2 separate regions of the Sus scrofa genome follow, and region 2 is linked to region 1. A link is a contact called in public promoter capture Hi-C data. All regions are on one chromosome and are shown on one strand. The core of a region is the stretch at or near the end of the contact, and the rest is flanking DNA. Distances in the headings are between cores, read along the strand shown. Region 1 holds the start of RPL9 (ribosomal protein L9). Region 2 has its middle 23 kb from the start of SMIM14.

The links. Promoter capture Hi-C pulls out the DNA fragments that hold promoters and counts their contacts.
Region 2: a contact with region 1 is called in a promoter capture Hi-C map of liver, with 2.6 times the contacts expected there. The contact joins the enhancer-like site here to the promoter of RPL9 in region 1. A contact is called at or near these places in 1 of 5 promoter capture datasets (liver), 5 of 47 Hi-C or Micro-C datasets (embryonic fibroblasts, fetal heart ventricle, liver and 2 more) and 1 of 2 datasets of contacts at active chromatin or transcription factors (skeletal muscle).

What each region holds. Positions count from the first base shown.
Region 1 is chr8:30,696,414-30,702,715 of Sscrofa11.1, forward strand. It overlaps RPL9 (ribosomal protein L9), which reads right to left and starts at 2,776. Exons shown (of 8, transcript NM_001243481.1): 1 at 2,754-2,776; 2 at 2,258-2,304; 3 at 2,052-2,167; 4 at 968-1,063. The coding sequence starts at 2,303. LIAS (lipoic acid synthetase) reads left to right here and starts at 2,901. Exons shown (of 11, transcript NM_001243462.1): 1 at 2,901-3,044; 2 at 4,031-4,203. The coding sequence starts at 3,000.
Region 2 is chr8:30,860,456-30,866,757 of Sscrofa11.1, forward strand. No RefSeq gene overlaps it. Among named protein-coding and RNA genes, the nearest start is that of SMIM14, 23 kb to the left of the region's middle. Within about 2 kb of position 3,901, at least 5 of the 83 cell types and tissues checked have an H3K27ac peak or open chromatin away from gene starts, as enhancers often do. A contact at or near this core is called in liver and mesenteric adipose tissue, where this site is marked.

The DNA of each region.
Region 1 (6,302 bases), core at 1,526-4,025:
CTATCACCCACACCAAAGCTTCACAGCAATTTTATTTATTTTTTGCTTTTTATGGCTGCACCTGCCAGTCTACACCACAGCCACAGCAACGCCAGATCCTTAACCCACTGAGCAAGGCCAGGGATAGAACCCACATCCTCATGGACACTAGTTCGGTCTGTAACTGCTGAATCACAAAGGGAACTCCCTCAGAACAATTTTAAATACATTTGTTTCTGTCTCCTCAATGGACTGCAAAGCTCCTAAGGAAGCAGATATTTTACTACCTCCTTTGCCCGTGGTGAACAATGCTAGCCTCCTATTAAAGTATAACTCTAAAGCCCTTCATCTTGGGCATTAGGCTAACATACTGAATTACTATGGTATGCCAGAGGGCCAGAATTGAGAATATCAAGACACCACCGCCGCCCCCCGCAAACAAAGACTGGAAACACAAGGGGAGACATGGCCTGAAAGGCTTATAATGGAGTTGCGTACAGGGTGCCGCTATCAGATTGCGCTCTAGAAAGGCTGAAACAGAAACACTCCAGCAAATATCCAGAATCAACTTTACCTTAAAGACTGAAAGCTCAGAAATAAGACTTAATCTTTCCCTAATTCCCACAAGATACCCTGGTGGTGAGAGGCATAAGACAAGAAACCAACCATTCTATGTGTTAACATTTTCTATTAAAAACCCCCCTGAAATTGTGAATGTTATCTTTCGGGTAAAACAAATATATATATAATCAGCGTATTATCAAGACCATCTGGTCTAGACTTATGTATCTCCCTTTATCATAAGACCCAGGAATACCTAACACATTTGCCAAGATCACCTTTTCCAAAATACTACAGCCGCTAAGTTATATGCAAGTATAAGTTACTCGCACAAAGTATTTTCTACAATAGACATTTATGTTGCATACATAAAGATAGCTGACAAACCTCCCCCTTCTAAGACAAGAAGTCTGATTAATCTGCTTACCAGTGTAACACCCTTGATCATATTCTGTACATGACTACAGATGGTGCGAACAGTTGCCAGTTCCTTTCTATTTCCCCACCATTTGTCAACCCGGAGCTGTAACAGAACAAAAACTTCAGAAAATTCTTTCCAGTATTAAGTAGCCTTGAAATAAGGTCCATTTATCCACAGTAATTACTCTAGATTCTAGTATTTGTCCTAATTACAAAAAAAAAAAGCAACCACAAAGCCCTCAGCAATTAACGGTTTTTGTTACTATACATTAGAAGTATACACTTTCACAGAGGAACAACCCAGAAAGTTTTGTACAAGTTGCATCAAACTTCACTTCTGGAAAGCTAAAATACCAGGTTCAAAAGAACTCTGCTGCACCACTATGATCCTTACAAAACAATCAAGAAAAATAAACCCAATTTCTAACAGTATTAAGGCCTGCTATTTAATAAATATTACCAGTACTGAGGTTTATAACCCAGTTTACTTTGGTTTTCCAATTTCACTAAAGCACCGACAACAAAAAAAAAAACTAGTTACAATTTTGGACACTAAATTATAAGATAAAACATTGAACCTCAATTCCATAATTTCTCAAAAGTTTTTATTTCTTCTATTATGGTTGACTTACAACATTCCATCAACTTCTGCTTTAAAGTCACTCATTCATACATATAAATATTCATTCCTTTTCTCACATTATCCTCCTTCATGTTCCATCACAAGTGACTGTAGTTCCCTATGCTGTACAGCAGGATCTCATTGCTTATCCACTCCAAATGCAATGTTTGCATCTACTAACCCCAAACTCCCAGTCCATCCCACTCCCTCCGCCTAGACTAGAACAGACTAGAACCAATAGTCTGTTCCCCAAGTCCAAGAGTTTCTTTTCTGTAGGTAAATTCTTTGGTGCTGTTAGACTCCAGAGAAAAAATTATCCATCAAATGGTATGTCTTTCTCTAACGTACCTCACTTGGTATGAGTCTCTATTCCATCCATGTTGCTGCTCAATTCTGTAGTTTTTAAAACAACTTGATATTCTTAAATTACAACTTTCCAAACAAACTGAGGTGATTAAACAAAACTCACCCTCTTCTTTTTCTTTCCAAGGAGACTGAGTTCTACATTGATGTGGTTGAAGTCCCTCCTCAGAGTGCCTCTGGGGCCCTTCACAATGACTGTGCGTCCTTTTAGTGTGATGTCGACTATGAAAGAAACATACTCGTGAGGCATCGAAACAAATTAGAACGCACGCAGTAAAAACATATGAAAAAAGCAAGCACCAAGTCTCCTACCATTTTCTGGAATGTCGACAGTCTGATTGCTGAGAATGGTCTTCATTCTGAAACACAAACACTTGGGTAAGAAGGTCGCACAGGATTTGTTTTGGGCCGAACTACCTTGCACAGAACTCCACTCCTACCAGAGACCGGCAGGCAAAAATCTCGGGGAGGATACAGAGGACTAATCCCGGAAACGGCCCCAGCTGCGCCTTGGCTTGGAAGGAGCAGCTCCTAAACAGTTATTAAAAACCCAGCGGGCGAACTCCCGGTCAGCGCAGCTCTGGGAAGTCCTATCAAGTCGGCGCCATCCCGGCAAGGCTGAAGGGCGGCAGTAGGCCTAAAAGCCCAATACAAGGCTCGAACCCCATCGCCACCAGACTCATATGACGCTCGCCGCGCAGGGAGACAAACAAGACACGGTTTCCGAGGGCCACACCCGCACCTCTGGCTTTCCCAAAGCCGATGCCTTCAGATTCCCAAGGCCCACCGAATACAGAATCCACCTTACCTCGCAGTAGATGCGGCAAAGAGAGAGCGTCTTTCGTCATCACGCTTTTGTAGTACGTAAGGGTCCTGCGTATGGCGTCATAAGCGCGCGACACCACGAGGCTAAAGCAGCCAATCGTAGAGCAGCGCAGGTTCCACCGGGTCAGTGTTGGCTCAGGTTGTTTGTCATAAGTGGAGCGACGGTGTGTCCTTCTCTTTTCCCGGGAATTAGTGATTGTTCCTCCCTGCCAGAAAAAAAAAGTGCAGGATGGCTCTACGCTGCCGGGGCGCCGTCCGCACTGTATGCCCCCGGGTGAGCGGCGGGGCGAAAAGGGAGCGGGCGTGGGGTGGGGGTTCCCATCCCTGAAAGTGCCCGATAATGCCAGCGCTTACCCGGCGTTTACTTCTAGCCAGGTACTGTTCTAAACATTTTTCGTATAGCGTCTCATTTAATTCTGACATGGTCATGAAGTTAAGACCTGATACTGGTTTTTTTGTAAGTCTGTGGCCCGCGCTCTGAGACCTTTTTTCCTGCTATCAATGCAATGATTTGTACTCTTGTATTTATTGGAGCACTATAGAAGCGCTGCAATGAAACTCCAAATTACTACTTGGTGTTGGTGTCTCCTGTGTACTAGACACCACTTTGGGCGATTAAAACCCAAGTCTGTGCTCCAGGCTTGAGCGAGAGACCTGGGCAAGTACAGTAGCTATCGTGCAGCATCCTAATAGGCACTCTTTTTTTTTTTTTTTTTTTTTTTTAATAGTTGAAGGTTCTTTTGCTTTAACAGTACTACCTCTTGAATTTTATGGTGTTTTGTCTGTCTTGTACATGTATGTGTTCAAATCTAGAAACCGATGGCTTCTTATGGTCAACAAATACATGAGTGACTTCCTTGTTCACACACAGTATAACCAAGAAAATTAAAACATTAGGTTTAGTTTCCCTTCTTCCACTTCTCTGAAATCAGCTGAGAACTACCTCCGTGTTTTAGCAGGTATTCTTATTCAAGCCCAAAGCAGAGAGATTAATTTCAAATTTCATTTAAACATACTTGACTCAAGTCAGGAATAGAAAATTCAAAGCTGTAGCTCCCATTCTCCTTTGGGTTTGGTTTGTTCTCCTTGGGTCATCTTTAATTTCAGATTCTGAGCTCCTTACATTGAGCTCGTAAATAGATTAACATAATTTCTGAATCAGTTCTGTGGCTTTACCCATCCTTTTAGGTATTAAACGAGTTTAATACTAAGTTATTCCAAAGCCCCCTAAATAAATGTCACAATGAACTCTTTCTGTAGGTATTTGGAAGATATTTATGCAGTCCAGTCAGAGCAATAAGTTCCTTGCCAGATAAAAAAAAGGAATTTTTACAGAATGGACCAGACCTTCAAGATTTTCTATCTGGTGATCTTGCAGACAAGAGCACCTGGGATGACTATAAAGGAAACCTAAAACGCCAGAAAGGAGAAAGGTAATTGAAATTTTGAGGTAATTTTAATGTCCTATTCCTTCATTGTGCATTATTTTCTGATATTACCAAGCCATAGGGTATATTTTTAATCAGACTTATTTGATTTAAAATTATTTAAAAACCATTAGAAAGAAGTGAAAGCAGACATGGAGCAGGTAAATGGGTGAAATTGTTGGAGTACTTTTCTTCGTGCCCTCTGACAGTTTTTCTCCAACATTCTTAGGACTTAGCCATCCTACACCCTCTCCAATTTGCCATCTAGCAACCAGTTTCTTCTGAGAGCAAAGATAATCACCTTGCTACTACTCCATTAGATTTTAATAAGTTTTTCGTTGTTACAGGACGTTGATGATCTAGCTTGTTGCTTCTCCTAGTCAGTGTACATGTGATCTATGGATAATTTAAAAGAATGGTGAGAAAGTTTGTGATGAAGCAGGTTAAGTTGCAGAAATTGCAGCAAGGGTTCAGTCCCTGATCTGGGAACTTTCACATGCAATGGGTGCATCCAAAAGTAAATAAATAAATGAATGAGGCATGATTTATCCAAAAAAGGTATGAATGAAAATTCTAGGAGTTCTCTTGTGGCTCAATAGGTTAAGAACCTGACATAGTGTCCATGAGGATGCGGGTTTGATCCCTGGCCTCACTCCGTGGGTTAAGGATCCAGCATTGCTGCAAGCTGCAGCATAGGTCACAGATGCATCTTGGATCTGGTGTTGCCGTAGCTGTGGCATAGGCCAGCAGCTGCAGCTCCTATTCGACCCCTAGCCCTGAAATTTCCATATGTCACAGGTGCAGTTATAAAAAAAAAAAATTCTATTTAAAAAAAAGTGGGGTGGTCGTTCCTGCTATGGCTCAGTGGGTTAAGAACCTGGCTTGTCTCTGAGGATGCAGGTTCTATCGCTGGCCTTGCCCAGTGGGTTAAGGATCCAGCACTGCTGCAGGCTGTAATGTAGGTCGTAAATGCATAGACCCCAGCTGCAGCTCCCATTCAACCCCTAGCCTGGAACTTACGTATACTGCAGGTGCAGCCCTAAAAAGGAGAAAAAAAAAAAAAAGTGGTGATAGAATTTAGTGCAGAGGGCAGATTGATTTGGGGGATTGTTTACCCAGGAATTCTAGATTATGAGTGGGTAGAAGTCAAGGGGAACCTGAGGATACATAGTCTTCACTCCACATTTTAGATTTTTTCTATTTAATAACTGTCAAAATCTAGAATGTGGAGCAGAAAGTACACCTGAGATCTCTCTTTACTCTGAACAATTATAGCACTATTTGTCAGCACTAATCATTGGGGAATGAGATGTCCAAAAACTTCCTCCTTTGTATTGGGGTGTGTTACTCTCTGCCTTTACAAAAGGTAGACATGAGCACATTGCTCTCAACACACATTATGAGTGTTTTCCCAAGTGGCTTGAGCAAGCCTAAATTTGATTCTCTGCTATTATTCCTATGGCAGAAATTAAACAAGTTAATCCAGGATTATTATTATTATTTTTTTTTTTTTTTGGTCTTTTTAGGGCTGCACCTGTGGCATATGGAGATTCCCAGGCTAGGGGTCAAACCAGAACTGCAGCTGCCGGCCTACACCACAGCGTCAGCAATGTAGGATCCGAGCCTCGTCTATGATCTACACCATAACTCACAGCAACACCAAATCCTTAACCCCCTGAGTGAGGTCAGGGATCCAACTGTGTCCTCCTGAGGGGAGAATTCATTTTCTTTTTTTTTTTTTTTTCTGTCTTTTTAGGGCCACACCCACAGCATATGGAGGTTCCCAGGCGAGGGGTCTAATCAGAGCTGTAGCCGCTGGCCTACACCACAGCCACAGCAACGCCAGATCCTAGCCTAGTCTCCAACCTACACCACAGCTCAGTGCAACGCCAGATCCTTAACCCACTGAGCAAGGCCAGGGATTGAACCCACAACCTCATGGTTCCTGGTCAGATTTGTTTCCACTGTGCCAGGATGGGAACTCCTTTTTTCTCTTTTCTTTTTTTTTTTTTTTTTTTTTTTTTGAAAATTCTTAACTAGGAATTGTAATAGAGCAAAGTAACTTCAAGGCTTGTGATTATTTGGGAACCTATTTGTTAATATAT
Region 2 (6,302 bases), core at 2,651-5,150, 170 kb after region 1:
ATAATTAATGGAGAGTCAAATGGCCTATGCAACATCCATCCCTAATTCAAAATGTTTGTCTAGAAGTTATCTTATTTAATCATTGCTTTATGAGCTCTCGTTGCTTATAGTATTCAGCTCAATACAACCATTTGCGGAGTTCCCGTCGTGGCTCAGTGGTTAACAAATCTGACTAGGAACCATGAGGTTGCAGGTTTGATCCCTGGCCTTGTTCAGTGGGTTAAGGATCTGGCGTTGCTGTGAGCTGTGGTGTAGGCCAGCGGCTACAGTTCCAATTAAACCCCTAGCAGGGAAACTCCCATATGCCTTGGGAGTGGTCCTAGAAAAGGCAAAAAGACAAACAAAATTAATGAAAGAAAAGTGAGGGGGTTCCCACTGTGGCTCAGCAGGGTAAGAAACCGACACAGTGTCTGCGAGGATGTAGTTTCAATCCTTGGCCTCACTCAGTAGGTTAAGGATCCAGTGTTGCCACAAGCTGCAGCACAGGTCACAGATGCAACTCAGATCTGGCATTGCTGTGGCTGTGGCATAGGCTGGCAGCTGCAGCTCTGATTCGACCTCTACCCTGGGAACTTCCACATGCCACAGGTATGGCTATAAAAAGAAAAAGAAGGAATGAAAAAGAAAAGAAAAAGGTGAAATTATTGCCGAGAGGAAAGGAGCCAATAAATGGGTTTTATGAAAGGGAACTCCAACAATTCTGGTGAGGCTTAGAACAAGAGAATAATATTCTGTCTTAGCTGGGGCTCTGGATGTTTGTTGGGAAGAAGGACACTTACAAAACCTTATCCTCTTTTGAAGAGCCAAGATGTGAGCTGAATGAAAAACAAACTTCCAAAGGGGTCTACATTCTCAAAATGAATGAAGAAAAGGGGGAGCTCTAACTATGACTATATAGAAAAATAGGAGTTCCTGTCATGGCTCAGTGCTTAGCGAATCCAACTAGCATCCATGAGGACTTAGGTTCGATCCCTGGCCTTGCTCAGTGGGTTAAGGCTCTGGCATTGCTATGAGCTGTGGTGTAGGTTGCAGACATGGCTCAGATCCCATGTTGTTCTGGCTCTGATGTAAGCCTGTGGCTACAACTCCGATTAGACCCCTAGCCTGGGAACCTCCATTTGCCACAGGTACAGCCCTAAAAAGACAAAAAAGACCAAAAAAAAAAAAAAAAAAAGGTTCAGCAGATGTATAACTTAAAGTTCAGATAGCTATAGATCAGGGACACAAAAGAATTATAAAGTCAGTATAAAATACGAAAAAAATTATGCTGGTAATATTGAACAGTTTAGTTTCTGTTTAAATCTATACCCACTTGCTGGTTATTGCAAATGTTTAGAATCCGTGTGTGCATTTCAATTTTAAGGCAAGTTAATTTCTACCAATCTAAGAATAATTGTTTTGTCATAGAACTTCACCACAAATCAGGGTGGCTGATGGTACTGTATGACAATTAATTCCAGCAGGCCAGGAATCACCCTGAACTGTTTTGCTAAAGTTCCTGCATGGCCCTGACCCCAGTCAAGGCATGAAACATATTGAACAGTGATGTTGTGTAACCATGGATCTGCGGAGTTTCAGGTGGGATGTTTTCTGTACCGCTTTGTCAACATAGATTATTAATATCGTTGAGATCAATGGTTTACCCCTGGTCTCAGCTCTGCTATGGAGACTGGGTATTTAGCAGGAATATCTCAGTGTGACAACCAAATATAAAACACTCTACCTAAGACCCCGTTTTGGACTTTCAGCTTCCATGGTATTCCATGCTTATGTCAGTGGTTCCTGATCTGAGAGAAAGTGCATCTGGCCTCAGCTCTTGGAGAGGATGAACAAAACAGCCCAACTTGGCCTCTCTGGTCCCCTTACAGTGAGGCAGATTTTGCTATGATGCAATCCTTACTTTATGACACTGATACATTCTTTTCCTATAATAAACAGTAAATTTATAAGCTCACATTTATTGTCACTTTGAGTCCTTCGAGTCTTCTTTAGCAACCAAACTCTATTTAACTACTACTGTTACTGCATATATAGATATTATACATTAAATAAAATAGTCTAAGACAATAAGGCCATGAAGGTTATCACCAGGGGCTCTGTTTAAAAGGTAAGGAAGGGGAGTCCGCATTGTGGCCAGTGGGTTACAAACCCACATCCCTGGCCTTACTCAGTGGATTAAGGATCCTACATTGCTGTGGCTGTGGTGTGGGCTGGCAGCTGCAGCTCCAATTTGCCTCCTAGCCTGGGAACTCCCATATGCCACAGATGTGGCCCTTAAAAAAAAAAAAAAAAAAAAAAGAAGCAAAAAATAAAAATAAATAAAGGTAAAGAAGGATGAGAAAAAGATGTAATATTACCTAATTTAGGAGAAAAAATAATAGAATATTTCGACTCTAGACCCACTGCCACTTAAGAGGAGAGTCAAAACTGGCTGTTCCAATTCTAGTTAGAACCACTTTCAACACATAGAAGTTTATCTTTTTTTTTTTTTTTTTTTGCCTTTTCTGGGGCTGCACCTGCGGCATATGGAGGTTCCCAGGCTAGGGGTCCAATCGGAGCTGTAGCCACTGGCCTATGCCAGAGCCACAGCAATGCAGGATCTGAGCCTCGTCTGCGACCTACACCACAGCTCACGGCAACACCAGATCCTTAACCCACTGAGAGAGGCCAGGGATTGAACCCACAACCTCACGGTTCCTAGTCAGATTCGTTTTCACTGCGCCACAACAGGAACTCCAGAAGTTTATCTTAAATTAAAATACTTGACTAAACTTGGGAGTCCCCTTCGTGGTTCAGCAGTTAATAAACCTGACTAGGATCCATGAGGATTCAGGTTCTATCCCTGGCCTCGTTCAGTGGGTTAAGGATCCTGTGCTGCTGTGGCTGTGGCGTAGGCCTCTGTAGCTCCAATGTGACCACTAGCCTGGGAACTTCCATATGCTGCAGGTGCAGCCCTAAAAAGCAAATTAAATTAAATTAGATTACTTTACATTAAATACTTGACTAAACTTTCATCTTCACAGTGTAGGTGGCCAAGAGTATGATCAGATTCCAACAAATGAGTTTATGATATTTAAAACATACAATCCTAGGAATTCCCTGGTGGCTCAGCAGGTTAAGGATCCAGTGTTTGTCACTGCTGTGGCTCAGGTCACAAAAAATAATATAAAACATACAAGCCTAGAGTCTCTCCTAAGTTCAAGCTAAGGGTATCAATGGTTCATGTCTAAAATGAGACTCTGGGGAGTTTCTGTTGTGGCTCAGTGGTAAAGAATCCGACTAATATCCATGAGTACATGGGTTCCATCCCTGGCCTCGATCAATGGGTTAAAGAATCCAGTATGCCATGAACTGTGGCGTAGGTCACAGACATGGTTAGAATCTGGCATTGCTGTGGCTGGGGCCTAGGCCACCTGTCTTGGAAACTTCCATATGCCACAAGTGCACCCTCCAAAAAAGACTAATTAATTAATTAATTTAATGAGACTGGGAATGTTTAAGGAGAGTTATTCATGAAAAAATTGGTATGTTTGCTGAGATACTTTATAGTATCCAACATAAGTTGAAATGGGAAGAAGTTGGAAACAGAGGCCTCCATAGAATTTTCAGTTCTTGAATATAACCTAACTAGGGCTAGGGCAAAAGTTTTGAGACAGCATAAGATCAGTTAGATCCAGATGATAAGAATGAAAAAGAGATTATGTTTGACAATGGTTTGAAAGCTCCATGTAAAAACAAAGTAGTCTTATCCTAAAATTATAGGAACCAAGGCATTTGTATTTGAACCAGGGACAAAATCGAGGATGTGGTTTTCTGAACAGAATGATCTATATGGGTGGAGGCCTGCTTTCTCCACTGGAAGACTGACATGACTTACAAACATAATTTGGGACCAGATATCATTTTCAACAATTAAATCATAGATACTGAGTAATATAAGGTCAAAGACAGACACTGTGGTTACTTAATGACTGAATAAACATGACACAGAAACGGAACACAGAGTCCTTGGCTTTGACAAATAGTTCTCCACCCAAATACTGGAAATCACATAAGCAGCAACTGCCATTAAATTATGGATGACTCTGTCCACCAATTACTTTTAAGCAGAGTAGATAGGTCATCAGGGACAGTCTAAAATAAAACCTAATAGTCACTAGCCAGCAATAGCTGAGCATTTTTGATGGGCCAGTTCTCATGGTATGCGTAATTCTCATAATAATGCAATAGATAACATCACCTTCTTATAGATGAGAAAACTAAGAAATATAATGTCACTCCAACCTAAGAAATATAATGTCACTCCAACTTTTTGACTTCAGAGCCAGGGCTTTTAATCTCTGTTTTCTAAAACTCTCATACCTATAGGCTATTATTTCATGACCTGTGCAGAGCGGCTATGGGCAACAATGGAGAAAGACTTTCTGAAAATAAAGCAGCTTACTAGATTTTAATCACCCAAAAGTGATTATTTCAAATGAAGAATTCATAATCGAGAATTTATTCTCTTTTTTCCCTGTAAGTTGTGCATACTTTACATGAATCACAGCACCAATTAAATTTCCACTTTTGTAAGTTTCTCCATCATCATCATCATTGTTGTCATGGTTGGCATCGTCACCCAGTGTTACATTTAACCAGTAACATCAACAGTAACAGTGATGTAACAGTGACTGTTACATCATCCAGTCCATTAAACTGCTTGTGTTAACCTGATGCTAGAATCTTAAAGAATCAATAAATCAGAAAGTCTTTACCTTATGCTTCCTAGTGTGCTTGGGATTTTATCAGATGTCCACTCCCTTCAATAAAGCAAAACAATCTCTGCCTGCACAAATTTTGAGAAGGCATTGCATGATACAATTAGATAATGCAAAATAAAAGAATTTAAAATAGAGGCTGAGCTGTCTGATAAAGAGGTAGTTCTTTGTTCTTATCTTCCTTATACGCAAAATATACACATTTAAACTCCTATTCTGAGAAGAGAAAAAGTAACAAAAGAACGAGTAAATTGACATTATATAAGGCAGAATTTTTTATTTTTTATATTTTTTATTTTTATTTTTTTGATATTTAGGGCCGCCCCCACAGCATATGGAGATTCCCAGGATAGGGGCTGAATCAGAGCTGTAGCTGCTGGCCTACACCACAGCCACAGCAACTCAGGATCCTAGCCGTGTCTGCAACCTACACCACAGCTCATGGCAATGCCGGATCCTTAACCCACTGAGTGAGGCCAGGGATCGAACCTGCATCCTCATGGATGCTAGTCAAATTCGTTTCTGCTGAGCCATGACAGGAACTCCTAGAATTATTTTAAATGCAAATTTAACATTTTAACCAATTTTGTTATATTTTTAGTAAATACGCTTCCAGTGGTTTTACTATCACACAAATAACTCTTGGTTTAAAAATTTTTTAAAAATATTACACCAATGTTTGACTTTAAGATCAAGGAGTTCCCTGGTATCTCAGCAGGCTAAGGATCCAGCATTGCTAGTGCTATAGCTCTGGTTACTGCTGTGGTACAGGTTCAGTCCCTGACTTGGGAACTTTATGCTGAAGGTGCAGCCAAAAAAAAAAAAAAAAAAAATCAACTGATAATTACTGAGCATTTTCCATATATAAGAGACTTTGTTGGACACTGAGAGAGAAAAAAAGAAGTAAATGACAGGGGATGTGCCTATGAAGAACTTCTGAGCTGGAGAGGTAAGAAAAAGCAAATGAGGAGTTCCCGTTGTGGCTCAGTGGGTTAAAGATCCAGCATTTTCTCTGAGTACGTGGCTTCAATCCCTGGCCTCACCCAGTGGGTTAAGGATCTGGCGTTGCTGCAAGCTCCAGCGTGGGTCATAGATATGGCTCGGATCTGGTGTTGCCCTGGCTGTGGCGTAGGCCTTACCCGTAGTTCTAACTTGACCCTTAGCCATAAAAAGAAAAAAAAAGAAAGAAAAATAAACTCCTTTGCTTCTCCTATGGCTACAGAGAAGCTTTTACCACCCTAGTTCCGCAAATAGCTGCCTCTCTAACAACTCCTCACCTTTTTTTTTCTGGTTCCCATCACTCAGCATTAAAAAAAATTTTTTTTTGGTCTTTTTTTTTTTTAGGGCTGCACCAATGGCCTGTGGAGGTTTCCAGGCTGGGGGCTGAAGAGCTGTAGCCGATGATTGCGCCACATGCACAGCAACGTCAGATCCAAACATCGCCTGTGACCTACACCACAGCTCGTGGAAATACTGGATCCTTAACCCACTGAGCAAGGCCAAGGATCAAACCTCCGTCCTCATGGATACTAGTCAGATTGG